2 separate regions of the Sus scrofa genome follow, and region 1 is linked to region 2. Evidence: chromatin contacts called from public HiChIP or PLAC-seq data. All regions are on one chromosome and are shown on one strand. The core of a region is the stretch at or near the end of the contact, and the rest is flanking DNA. Distances in the headings are between cores, read along the strand shown.

Region 1 (6,389 bases), core at 1,007-3,506, 210 kb before region 2:
GCATATGGAGGTTCCCAGGCTAGGGGTCTAATCAGACCCGTAGCCTCTGGCCTACGCCAGAGCCATAGCAACGTGGGATCCGAGCCGCGTCTGTGACCCACACCACAGCTCATGGTAACGCCGGATCCTTAACCCACTGAGCAAGGCCAGGGATCAAACCCGCAACCTCATGGCTCCTAGTCAGATTCGTTAACCACTGCGCCATGACGGGAACTCCTATTTGCATATTTTTAAAACACCAAATGTCTATTATAGGTGGGAAATTCTATTTTTAAAAAGCCAATATTTACTACCTGTGAGAAATTACAACATAAATTATTTAAAATTAAATATTTATCTACTTAAATTTATGATGACCCTCCCATTTCATTAAACTACACTGGGCAAATCTTGAGATTAACCAGCTAATACTTTCTCTCTTCACGTCAAAAAGGCAACAAATTTGATAAGCACACCCTCCAGATAAGGCTTCAAATACACACTGTGTATAAAGAGAGTGAAAGAGCCTCAATGCCAATCACCAAAATCCCAGCTGTAAGTTGTGTAAATCAAATCCCTCCAGACACAGATGCTTAGAGACATGACTTCATCTATTTATCACAATCTGGCAAATACCCCATCTCACCCACCAGGTCATTGTAAAAGACTTAAATGCCTTGCCAAAATTCTGACACACTATCACTATGGATACTGTGCTCCTTTGGGACACCAAATATGGATGTTCTGTCCTGTTGTTCTGGCTGAAGAATTCTAGCAACCCTGATCCTGTGGTTAAGAACAGAAAAATGATACACTTTTTCACCTTGCATTAGAGAATCTCAGGAATCACAAAGATCTTAAACATTTTCTAGCCCAATGTGTTTCAAACTACAGGTCTTTAGCAGGCAGATTCATTAGCTGTCAGAGTCAATTTAGTGGCTACAATCAACTTTTTTTTATTTTAATGAAATAGAAAATGTCAGAGGGCATCATATGTAGAAAGAGTAAACTTTTGTTTGTGTGTACACACTCTATGCATGAGGGGATCACAGAGAGTCACTATGTAAAATACATTAACTGTGGATCACAGGTGAAAAAAGTTTGAGAGACACTATGCTAGTCCCATAGCCCTACAGCCTCAGGAAAGCTCCACTCAAAAATTCTCAGCAGTCAAAAAGTTATGTTCTTTGTATTTGTAACCATATCCACTTCACACAGAGAAAACAAAAAAGTATCAATTTTGTGCTCAATATACTTAATCTTCCATTCATAATAAAGACTAGAATCCACCTGAGGTTTCCAGCTGAAATAGTAACCTGTCAGAGACATTTGTTTTGATGAGATTAAGACCTGTATTTGACAGACCACAGACAACTGAATTTAGTCTGTGGCTAGGAAAGAGAACAAAAACCACTCAAGGCCTCGAGTTCTTCATCTGTAACCACAAGAGAGGACTGTTAGGGCTCCTAGCTCTGGAACTAGATTTATTGACAACCACCTGGCCAAGCAAGTGAGGACCACGCCTCCCACACGCCAAATGAACCATTCAACAAGTCAATTGCTGACCAAATCAACCAATATCACACAAAGAGCACAAATTCAAACTTATAGCAACAGCAATAAAAAAAAAAAAAAAAAAAAAAAAACAAGGGAAAGTCCCTAGGATTCAGCAGAAGCTGTGCCCTGAGCCAACTATCATTACTTTCTCAGCCACCCTTCTCTCTCAGACCCCAGTTCACTTCTGTCTTCCAGCTATGTGGCACTCGCGCTCTTCCCTGCCACCCGACCCCACTGTGCAAAAGAAAACTGAGGCACGGAGCACTAAGTGGACGGGCTGCAGCAGCCATCAACAAGACTAAACTAAGAGCATAGGCCACTAATGGCTCACACCTCCCACAATTCCTCGACTATTCTGAATCCCGCTCCCCTCCGACTCTCACCTCAAACCACATCCCCAAAGCAAGCCTTAGTAATGGGCCCCCAGCTCGTGCTCGCCTCTATAAAGGTCCAAGGCCTAGAACCACGAAACCTAAAAGCAAACCCTCCTGGCAACCCCGGAAGCCTCCTCCCACGAGCGCCCAAGAGCCACCCGCCTCCCCTTCGCTCCCACCTCCACGCCGCCGGGCCTACGCCTCCTCCGCACACCACACGGAGCCGGCTCCGAAGCACTCGAAGACCTGAGACGGATAGGCTCCTCCACCCACCTACACAGCCCGGGCCGCGGCCGCCTCCGCCGCCGGAAGCGCCCAGCGTCTCACCATCGTCCTTAGGTCACTTCCGGCGCGACGCCTCGGATACCGAAGAGCTGGCTGTTGAGGGGCGGGGCTCCCGGGAAATTTGAGAGTTTGAGAGAACCTGGCCTCCGGCAGCTCTGAGGCTTTCCGGAATCGTTCCTGCGAGCCCATTTTGCGTGCCCCACTTCTGTCAAGTGGATTCTGTTTTCGAGTAGAGGGTCTCCCGCACTCGGGGCATATGAAAGTTCCCAGGCCAGGGATCAATACCAGCCACAGCTGTGACCTAGCCACAGCTGCTGCAATGGATCCTTAACCCGCTGCGCCCCTATGGGAAGTCCATCTTGCTTAGCGTGTTGTGTATGTGTTTTACTGCCACACCTTCTGCCTATGGAAGTTCCTAGGCTAGGGGTCCAATCGGAGCTGTAGCTGCTGGCCTAAGCCACAGCCACAGCAACACCAGATCCGAGTGGGTGTCTGTCTGCGACCTACATCACAGCCCAGGGCAACGTAAGATCCTTAACCCTCCTTAACCCACTGAGCGAGGCCAGGAATCAAACCCGCTTACTCATGGGTACTGGTCGGGTTCCTTATCGCCGAGCCACAAGGGGAACTCCTATCTTTCTTATCCTTTTTTTTTTTTTTTTTTTTTTTTGTCTTTTGTTGTTGTTGTTGTTGCTCTTTCTTGGGCCGCTCCCGCGGCATATGGAGGTTCCCAGGCTAGGGGTTGAATCGGAGCTGTAGCTGCCGGCCTACGCCAGAGCCACAGCAATGCGGGATCCGAGCCGCGTCTGCCACCTACACCACAGCTCACGGCAACGCCGAATCGTTAACCCACTGAGCAAGGGCAGGGACCGAACCCGCAACCTCATGGTTCCTAGTCGGATTCGTTAACCACTGCGCCACGACGGGAACTCCCTTTTTGCTATTTCTTGGGCCGCTCCCGCGGCATATGGAGGTTCCCAGGCTAGGGGTCGAATCAGAACTGTAGCCACCAGCCTATGCCAGAGACAGCAACGCGGGATCCGAGCCGTGTCTGCAACCCACACCACAGCTCAGGGCAACGCCGGATCCTTAACCCACTGAGCGAGGGCAGGGACCGAACCCACAACCGCATGGTTCCTAGTCGGATTCGTTAACCACTGAGCCACGACGGGAATTCCTATCTTTCTTAGTCTTAATTAAAAACTCCTCCAGTTCCTCTTACGCTAATAGCTGGGCAGAAGACTTAGGGGCGGGGCTTGCGCCTAGTGACAGGGACCTCATCTTTGATCATTTTCAGCTGTGGGGTGCAATAAGTAGATCCCAGTGGTGAGTTAAAGGAAACGAAAAATTCCCTTTGTTGTTTATCTTCAGAGTTTATCAGCTCCAGCTCATTTTGGGCTTAATGTCAGCCAGTAAGAGTAGTTAATTCTCCTGTGCTTCCCTACCCCCATCCCCACCCCCATTGTTCATTGGGAGGAAAAGTGCCGCTCTCTTTTCCGTGGTATTTTAGTCTTGATTTTGAAAAGAGCGGACGTTTAGGGCCAAGACAGTGTAAATGAGGAATTTTAGAGTTTGCAAGATCATCTTGAAGTCTGACACCTGGTTTGGGAACCACTGCTTGGAAGGGCAGCGTAGTTGTCCAAATTCACAAGAGAATCAATCTTTCGTCTTGTGGTTGTTCTCTGCTGCAAGCACTGCTGTAGCCTCCAAGGTCATTTGGATGCTTGTCTGCTCATGTATCCCCATCACTTTGCACAGTGCCTACCAAATAGTAGGTGCTAAAATAAGTGTTTGTTGAATGAATGAACAGATTGCTCTGAGGCAATATAGGACTTTCCTCAGAGCTCAGAGTAGGAAGCTCTAGTCAGATCTGAAGTCCTAGTTGGCCAGCCATTACACTTGGGAAAAGAGATCAATATCCGCCTTAATTCCATTAAATGAATTGCTCTGCTTAGAGAATTATGCTATATTGTTTTTGAACTTTCATCTCATGGAAGGATCAATCACCCAGACTTTTAAATCTTTTCATGATTTTAAGCATTAAGTTTCTCCTTTGGCCTACAAAAAGTGGCAAATACATTCAGAATTGGAAAAGAGAATCATTGTTTTCTCTAATCTGTGTCCATTCCATTCTTTCTCTAAGGGCTGGTCATTTGAGAATCTCAAAGATTCTCCCTGAGAAAGGGATTGTTTCCCTTCCTGACCTGAGTGTATAAGAGTTACTTTTATTTAAGTTCTTTCAGAAACCACAAACTAGTTGTATCCTACTTGTTAAAAATACATATTCTCAGAGTTCCCATTGTGGCACCACAGAAATGAATCTGACTAGGAATCACGAGGTTGTGGGTTCGATCCCTGGCCTTGCTCAGTGAGTTAAGGATCTGGTGTTGCTGTGAGCTGTGGTGTAGGTCACAGACTCGGATCGGATTCTTTGTTGCTGTGGCTGTGGTGTAGGCCAGCAGCTGTAGCTCTGATTGGACTCCTAGCCTGGAAATCGCCATATGCCTGGGGTGCGGCCCTAAAAATCAAAAAACAAAAACACATTCTAGGGAGTTCCCTGGTAGCCTGGTGGTTAAGGATTTGGTGTTGTCACTGCTGTGGCTCAGGTTCAATCCCTGACCCAGGAACTTCCGTATATCAAGGGTACAGCCAAAAAATATTTACACCTCCTAGGCCTCACTCTCAAGAGTCTGACTCAGGAAATCTGGGGTGGAATCTAGGAATCTGTATTTTGACAGGGAGATCTGATGCTGTGGCTGGAAGACTGTACTTTTGGTGCCACATCAAGTTCTTTGCTTAACAGAGAAAAGATGGCATCCTCCTAGCATCACTGCTCCTTCTCCAAACCTCCCACCACCACTCCATGTCCAAATCACATACAGAAATTGACAAGGTTTACTCCTCCAAAGCCTAATTCTTTCTTTTGCCTTTTCCTCTGGGCTATGATATCTCCACACAAATGCATATTCAGTTTTGCACAAAAGGCTTGTTCTCTCAGCAGAATCTAGAATTTGAGGTGTTCATTAATTGCACAACAAATTCAGATTAAAGATTGGCATTTTACAGAGTTAGAGAAGGTGGAGAGTCATCCTGTGACATTGTTCCAAACCCCTTGTCCTTGCTACAGTCATGGGCTATACTCCTTATGTGTTAAATTCAAACACTGGTTTGGACAAGAAATACCATATGCCTGAAACATCTTATCATACAAGATATTAAGAAACTGCAAAGACTACTAGATTTTTGTTAAAAGAACTCAGATGGCAACTTGAAGAGGTTCCCACTGGCCAAAAGTAGAACAATTTGGGCATCAGTGAAAACAGTAGAAATTCATCAAATATATTAGGATCCATGTGTCACTAACGATAATTTTTAAACACTTAAACGGCAACATTTAACCATATACCTGGTGCTCCCATTCTTATTTATTTACCCAAGTGAAATTAAAATCTATCCACATAAAAACCAGCCCAGGGATGTATATGGCAGCTTTATTTATAATCGCCAAAAATTGGAAACAATCTAAATGCCCTTCAGCTGAAGAATGGATGAACAAGCCTTGGTAGATCCATACAAGCAATAAAAATGAACAAATCAGTACATGCAAAAAAAAAATAGATTAATCTCAAATGCATTACGCTAAGTGAAAGCCAGACCTAAAAGTCTATATGCTATAATCCTATTTGTATGACACTCTGGAAAAGGCAAAACTATAGGTGCAGAAACCAGGATTTACCTGAGCATGTGGAATGGGAAGTTTGCAAAGGGGAAGCACAAGGGAATGAGGGGATGTGAAAACTGAATCTTGATTGTATGCATTTAAGAAATGTGTAGAATGGGGAGTTCCCGTCGTGGCGCAGTGGTTAACGAATCCGACTAGGAACCATGAGGTTGCGGGTTCGGTCCCTGCCCTTGCTCAGTGGGTTAACGATTCGGCGTTGCCGTGAGCTGTGGTGTAGGTGGCAGACGCGGCTCGGATCCCGCATTGCTGTGGCTCTGGCGTAGGCCGGTGGCTACAGCTCCGATTCAACCCCTAGCCTGGGAACCTCCATATGCCGCGGGAGCGGCCCAAGAAATAGCAACAACAACAACAACAACAACAACAAAAAAGACAAAAAAAAAAAAAAAAAAAAAGAAATGTGTAGAATGGGAGTTCTCGTAGTGACTCAGTGGTTAGCGAACTTGACTAGCATC
Region 2 (6,669 bases), core at 630-3,129:
TCTTAATCTTTTTAACTTTCAATTGCATAAAACCTCTTCAGTCTCAAACTGGTAACAAACCTCACCTATAATATGCAAAAATGAAAAGCACTATAATAAAGCAAGTATGTCTTAAGCATTTGTACCTGGAAAGGGGTAAGAGTTTATATTATCTCATTTAAATTTCACAACTACTAAATATTATCCTGGTTTTAGAGATGAGGGAACTGAGTCTTAAGGTTTAACTAATACCTCCAAGGTCACACCGCTAGAAAGCAGTTGACATGAATATAACCAATACTGCCTCCTTGTGGCAAATATTTAGGTCTATGGGACAATACCTAAAATAAAGCTTTTTGTTAGGGAATTATACTAAAGAGGGTGCGGAGAATGCCTAGCAGATAAACCAGTAGTCCAAATTTACTGGAGAAAGAACTGCCTTAAATCTAGAGTTTGCAGAAAGCCTGCCACTTCCTCAACCTGCCACAAAATGTAACAATTCTTTTCAAGAGGTCAAGAACACCTCCCCCAAATGTATCCACATGAACAAAACCGAAGCAAAACATAACTCCTTAGGTTCTGAAGCGCTAGTTAAATAGTCAAAAGAACAACACTATTAGTTTTGAGTTTGAGTGCATGTTTAAATTTTATAACGTTAGCATATGCTACCGTCACGCACCAAGATCAAAGCGCAGTTACAAGAAATGGGCACAACACTGTGAGCCAACTATATTCCAATAAATTTTTTAAAGTGCATTTACAATAATTAAAAGTTCAGTGCTGGACACAAAGTCTCCTGGAACACATATTAAGCAGAAGGCAAAATAAGAGACAGAAATCAGCAGAACATCTCATACTCCAGCAACCAGACTTCTAGCCGGAAGCACAAATAAAAAATAAAACTTCTCCAAGTTTGTAGGACCCAGGACTCCTGGGTCTGTGGTACCCCGTTTTCCAAACAGTAATATTCTTATCCTAAGACCTATCAAGTCAGGCTCTCTTCCAGACCTCAGGAAACAACCACATACACTGATCTAATGTAAAGATGGAAGAATTAAAACATGGCACAACAGTGTCTAAAAATAAAAGAACGGCTGGAGAAAGTGACACACAAAACGGTAACGAGAAATGCCTGATGAAAAGACTACACTGTGTCCCAGTCACGGAAGTATAAAGTGTTCTCGGAAGAGGCTGCGGGCGGCGGTGCCAGGGTCCCCGGAGGGGCCACTCCCGCCTTCTACCCTGAGCTCAATGTCACCTTCGCGGAAGCGCTGCAGGCCGGCGGTAGCCACTCCCAGTCAGTGGCCGCAGGATCAACGCCAGGGCACGGTCATGGCCCGGGGACCGAAGAGGTCCAGTGGGCGCGGGAGGTGCACCCACAGCAGGTCCACGCTCGACCGGTCCGCGGTGCCCGCACCAGGAAGTCGCGCCAAGGGAGGACCCCGGGACGCGCCCTCGAGTCCTCCACAACTCGGCGGCGGCGGGAATGGCTAGCGGTCCTCAGGTTCGGCCGTCGGCCCGCAGGGCAGGGGCTAGGCCTCTGGGCGAGCCTGCCCTCGCATGGCGGCGGGGGCCCAGGTCACCACAAGGACACGCGGGCGCGGACAGTGGCAGGCGGGAGCCTTACCGGCGGCGGGGCCGGGGGTCGGAGTGGGGTGCAGAAGGCCTCGAGGGCTGGCCCGGGCGACTGCGGCTGCTGCTACGGAGCAGCGGCGAACAGCGGCGCCTAGCATGACGGCGATGGCGGCGCGCAGGTTAACGCTAAGGCAAAGCCGGGTGTGAGCTCAAGGGCCGCTTCGAAGCTCGTGGGGGCCGAACTCACGCACCGACGCAGGGCGGGCGGAGCGTGGAGGCCCTCCCACTGCGGCGCTCGCGCCTAGGCGGAAAGGGGCCACACGCGGCCGCAGGCGGCCTACGGCGGCGCGTTCAGGACAAACCATTTCGGCGCCGCGCCCCGCCCCGCCGCCCGGGTCTGGGCGTGGACCAGATCTGCTATTGTGGAGCTAGGATGGTAGGATGGCAGAGGACAGCAGTGGACAGGCTCGAGAGGCGACTCCAGCACCTCAAAATGGGAACGATAACAATAATAACGACAAATTATAATAAAAATATCTTTTTTGTTTACCACCTGGTGTGAGCCTACAATAAGAGAACAAGTGGGGGCAAAACAACTGCTTGTGTATAAGATCTTATTAGCAACTAATCTTTTTTTTTTTTTTTTGCTTTTTAGGGCCGCACCTGCAACATAATGGAAGTTTCCAGGCTAAGGGTGGAATTGGAGCTGTAGCCGCCAGCCTATGCTGCAGCCATAGCAACGCCAGATCCTAGCGGCGTCTGCAACCTACACCATGGCTCACCGCAACGCCGGATCCTTAACCCACTGAGTGAGGCCAGGGATGGAACCCTCAACCTCATGGTTACTAGTCGGATTATTTTCCCCTGCGCCATAACAGGGATCAACAGCAATATTCCTGTATAACAAATCCGCAAGCATTAGGAAATGAGTGGAGGAGCTCCCGCTGGGGCGCCACAGGCGGGATTGGCCGTGTCTTGGGAGCTCTGAGACCAGGGTTCCATCCCCTGCCACGCATAGTGGGTTAAGGACCCGGTGTTGCCGCAGCTACGACTTGAGTGGCGATTACCTTGGAATCTGTTCCCTGGCCCAGGATCTCCATATGCCACGGGGCGGCCAAAAATTGGAAAAAAAATATGAGTGCAATCACTTTACAGAGAAGGAAACAGCCTCAGAAATTAGATTTCTTGCAGGCAATTGACTCTCTTTTCACCAAATCCCCAGTTCCAGGACTCACCTGGATGTTTCTGGGGAAACCACCACTTCCAGTCCCTACAGGAAGGGGTCGATTAAATCCCAAGACTCTTAATATCAAATCTGGCCTCAGTAACTGCATTCTGATTTTGAGCTCCTGGGCAGTGGGCCTGCTTGCCCCAGGCCTGAATTATCTCGCAGCCACCAAGAGTTAAGTAGTAAAGATTCTTGACTTGTAATCACTCATTCTCTATCCCTGGACCCACTGAAGAAAGAAAAGATGGATATTCAGCTCCTCTTCCTCACTCCAGGCTCTGTCTCCAGAAAATCAGTGTTGATCTCTTTTTCTTCCCTAGCAGTGTGGCCTTAGGAGGTATGAATCTGGCTGGGAAACGGATAAAAAAGCTTTTCTCAAAGCACCTGTCCTCTGAGAGTTCCCTTGCAGCATAGTGGGTTAAGGAGCTGGATGTTATCACTGCAGTGGTTTGAGTCACTGCTATGGTGAGGGTTCAGTCCTTGGTCCAGGAACTTACATATGCCCCTGGTTGTGGCCAAAAGTAAAAACAAACAAACAAAAAAACCCCAAAGCACCTGTCCCCATTTTCCCCCACCAACTTAACCAAACAACACCAGGGGAAGTTTTGCCTCTTTGAGTTTAATTAATATTCTCCAAATATCTTAAGAGCTGGAAGCTCAGGACAAGGTCAGCGTTCCCATACTTAAGAAAGCACTGTAGTTCTCTTGCGGCACGTGGCATTAAGGATCCACATCTTCACTGCAGCAACCTGCATCGCTGCTGTGGTACAGGCATCTCTGGTCTGGGAACTTCCACACTCCATCTGGTCTTTGCTCTTAGTCTCTCCACTTTGCTACAGTACCTTAGATTGAGAACTGGAGTGTGGTATGTTTTGGTTGTTGTTTTCAAAAACAATCATGACTGTAGTGGAGTTCCCGCTGTGGTGCAGTGGATGAAGAATCTGGTGTTGTCTCTGCAGAGGTACGGGTTTAATCTGCTACCCAGAGAAGTGGGTTAAAGATCCTGCTTTGCTGCAGCTGTGGCAGTTGTTGTAGCTGCAGTTCAGATTGGATCCCTGGCCTGGGACTCCCATATGCCACAGGTGTGGCTGAAAAAGAAAAAAAAATGAGTGTAATTTATTATGTACCACTGCATGCTATAAATTATTTATTATCTCATCTAAGCCTCATAACAATGTTGTGAGATAAGAATTTATCCCTATTTTAAAGATGAAGAAATAGGCTCAAAGGATATTTGCCTAAGAATCACATAGCTAATAAATAGTAGTGCTTAGAGCCCAGGTTTGTCTGACTCTAGAAATTGTTTTCTTTCCCTACCACCCCTAAAGGTAGGCTTTGCTGGCTTCTCAGTGAACTCTGAACCACTTGTTACCTTGAGGGCAGTTCTTAGCCCTCATCACTTGTATTAGTTTTCTATTGCTGCCTAACAATTTACCACAAACTAAGCAACTTAAAACAATACCCATTTGGAGTTCCCACTGTGACACATTGGGTTAATGATCTGGCTTGCCTCTGTGGCTTTGCTGGGTTGAATCCTTGGCCTAGAACAGTGGGTTAAGGATCCCGTGTTGCTGCAGCTGCTGCAGCTGTGGCATAAGTCATAGATGAACCTAGGAACTTTCACATGCTCTGGATGGGGCTGAAAAAGCAAGCAATCAAACAAACCAGTAAAGATTCTTGGAATTCCCTGGTGGCTCATTGGGTTAAGGATCTGGCTTGTCACTGCCATGATGTGGATTTGATCACTGGCTCTGGAACTTCTGCATGCTGCAGGCCTGGCCAAAAACGCAAAAGAGTCCCCATTTATTATATCCCAGTTTCTGTAGGTCAGAGTTATGCCTTCATAGCATAACTGGTTTTCTACTGAGGATCTTATAAGACTGAAATCAAGATGTCAGTCGGGACTCTGGTCTCATCTGGAGCTCAGAGTCCTCTTCCCCGAGCTTGTTTAGATGGTTGGCAGAATCCAGTTCTTTGGCGTTGTAGGACCGAGTCCACATTTTTTCTTACTGTCAGCCAACGATCACTCTTAGCAACTAGAGGCCACCCTCAGGGCCTTACCATACATGTGGACCCTCCACAGGCCCTCTCACAATACCACTGCTTATTTCTTCATACCAGTGGGAGAGTATCTCTGACACCTCACCCTCTTTTAAGGACCTCATCTAATCAGCTCAGGCACAGTCAAAGTAATCTCTCTTTTGATCAACTCAAAATGAATGGATTAGTAGCTTAATCTTGGGAATGATATGCCATCATATTCACAGGTTCAGCCCTGATTATACCAGGGGACCAAAGGATGTGAATCCTGGGGGCCATCTTTAAATTCAGCCTACCAGGGAGTTCCCATCAGGCTCAGTGGTTAACGAATCCGAATCCGACTAGGAACCATGAGGTTGCAGGTTCAATCTCTGGCCTTGCTCAGTGGGTTAAGGATCTGGCTTTGCTGTGAGCTGTGGTGTAGGTTGCATACGGGGCTCGGATCCCGCGCTGCTGTGGCTCTGGCGTAGGCCGGTGGCTACAGCTCTGATTAGACCCCTAGCCTGGAAACCTCCATATGCCATGGGAGCGGCCCTAGAAATGGCAAAAAGACAAAAAATAAATAAATAAATAAATAAAATAAATAAATAAATTCAGCATGCTACATCACTCAGGTTTGGGGGATACCCTGCTTGTTCACAAATTTGCCTCCAGTTGTGCCCCCAGGCCCCAGACCATTCTGCCACTTTTAGTATATACTCCTTCCATGATGGGTTTAGACAGACACCTTGGTTCTTGCCTGAGGCCATCAGGGTGTTGTCTCTTCCTATCATCTTCTGCCCTAAAATCCTTTGCTTTCTCTCTGGAGAAGCAGCAGCTAGACTTTTGATGCCTCAGGGATGTCACTTTCACCAGTTGATCAGCCTATCATCTTCTTGCTTCGGCCCAGAGCCTTCATCATGGAACAGTTGTGATGAGGCATTTCCTCTGATGTGTGCAGAGGGGAGGGATTATTGAGGGGCTTGTGAGGACAAAGACATGGTTACATCCTGTGAATTTCTAGTAAAGGGAAGTTCGTGTGCACGAAAAGCTCTTATCTTCTCTAGTAGGAATTAAGCATGCCTCTGGGGGTTTCAGATGGAAATGCTATAAAATTGGGTTGTGATGATCATTGCACAACTATAAATGAAATAAAATTCATTGAGTTAGCACTGAGGGTTTGGGATGGAAATGCTATAAAATTTGATTGTGATGATCATTGTATATCTATAAATGTAATAAAATTCATTAAGTAATTAAAAGATAAAATAAAATTCATTGAGTTAAAAAAAAAAGGAATTAAGAGCATGCCTTGGAAAAAAAAAAAACCCTGTCATTTCAAGGCTGGAAGTGACCTTGAAGCTATTAGTCTGACTGATCCTATTTTCTTTTCATTTCCTTAGGTTCCCACTTGGGCAATTCCAACAACAGGAAGACTACTACTAGACTGCTCTGAAAATGGAGATGAGGAGTTCCCGTTGTGGCTCAGTGGTTAAGGAATCTGACTAGGAACCATGAGGTTGTGGGTTTGATCCCTGGCCTTGCTCAGTGGGTTAAGGATCCTATGTTGCCATGAGCTGTGGTGTAGGTTGCAGACTCAGCTCAGATCCCACGTTGCTGTGGCTCTGCCGTAAGTCGGTGGCTACAGCTCCGATTAGGTCCCTAGCCTGGGAACCTCCACGTGCCATGGGAGTGGCCCAAGAAATGGCAAAAAGACAAAAAAAGAAAAAAAAAAAAAAAGAAAGAAAGAAAATGGAGATGAACAAGAAAGGGCACCTGAGAGAATGACATTCTTGCTGCTGTTGAATTGTAGCTCTGTCATAGAGTCTTAGGCAAGTTACTCCAATTTCCTGAACTATGGTTTATTC

What was found. HiChIP or PLAC-seq counts read pairs in DNA pulled down with a chosen protein or histone mark.
Region 1: an H3K27ac HiChIP or PLAC-seq map of alveolar macrophages shows a contact between it and region 2. The contact joins the promoter of EDC3 here to the promoter of LOC100156967 in region 2. A contact is called at or near these places in 1 of 47 Hi-C or Micro-C datasets (heart right ventricle) and 1 of 2 datasets of contacts at active chromatin or transcription factors (alveolar macrophages).

Annotation. Positions count from the first base shown.
Region 1 is chr7:58,824,560-58,830,948 of Sscrofa11.1, reverse strand. It overlaps EDC3 (enhancer of mRNA-decapping protein 3), which reads right to left and starts at 2,256. Exons shown (of 7, transcript XM_001927872.4): 1 at 2,090-2,256.
Region 2 is chr7:58,618,179-58,624,847 of Sscrofa11.1, reverse strand. It overlaps LOC100156967 (cytochrome c oxidase subunit 5A, mitochondrial), which reads right to left and starts at 1,879. Exons shown (of 5, transcript XM_005666147.2): 1 at 1,607-1,879. The coding sequence starts at 1,712.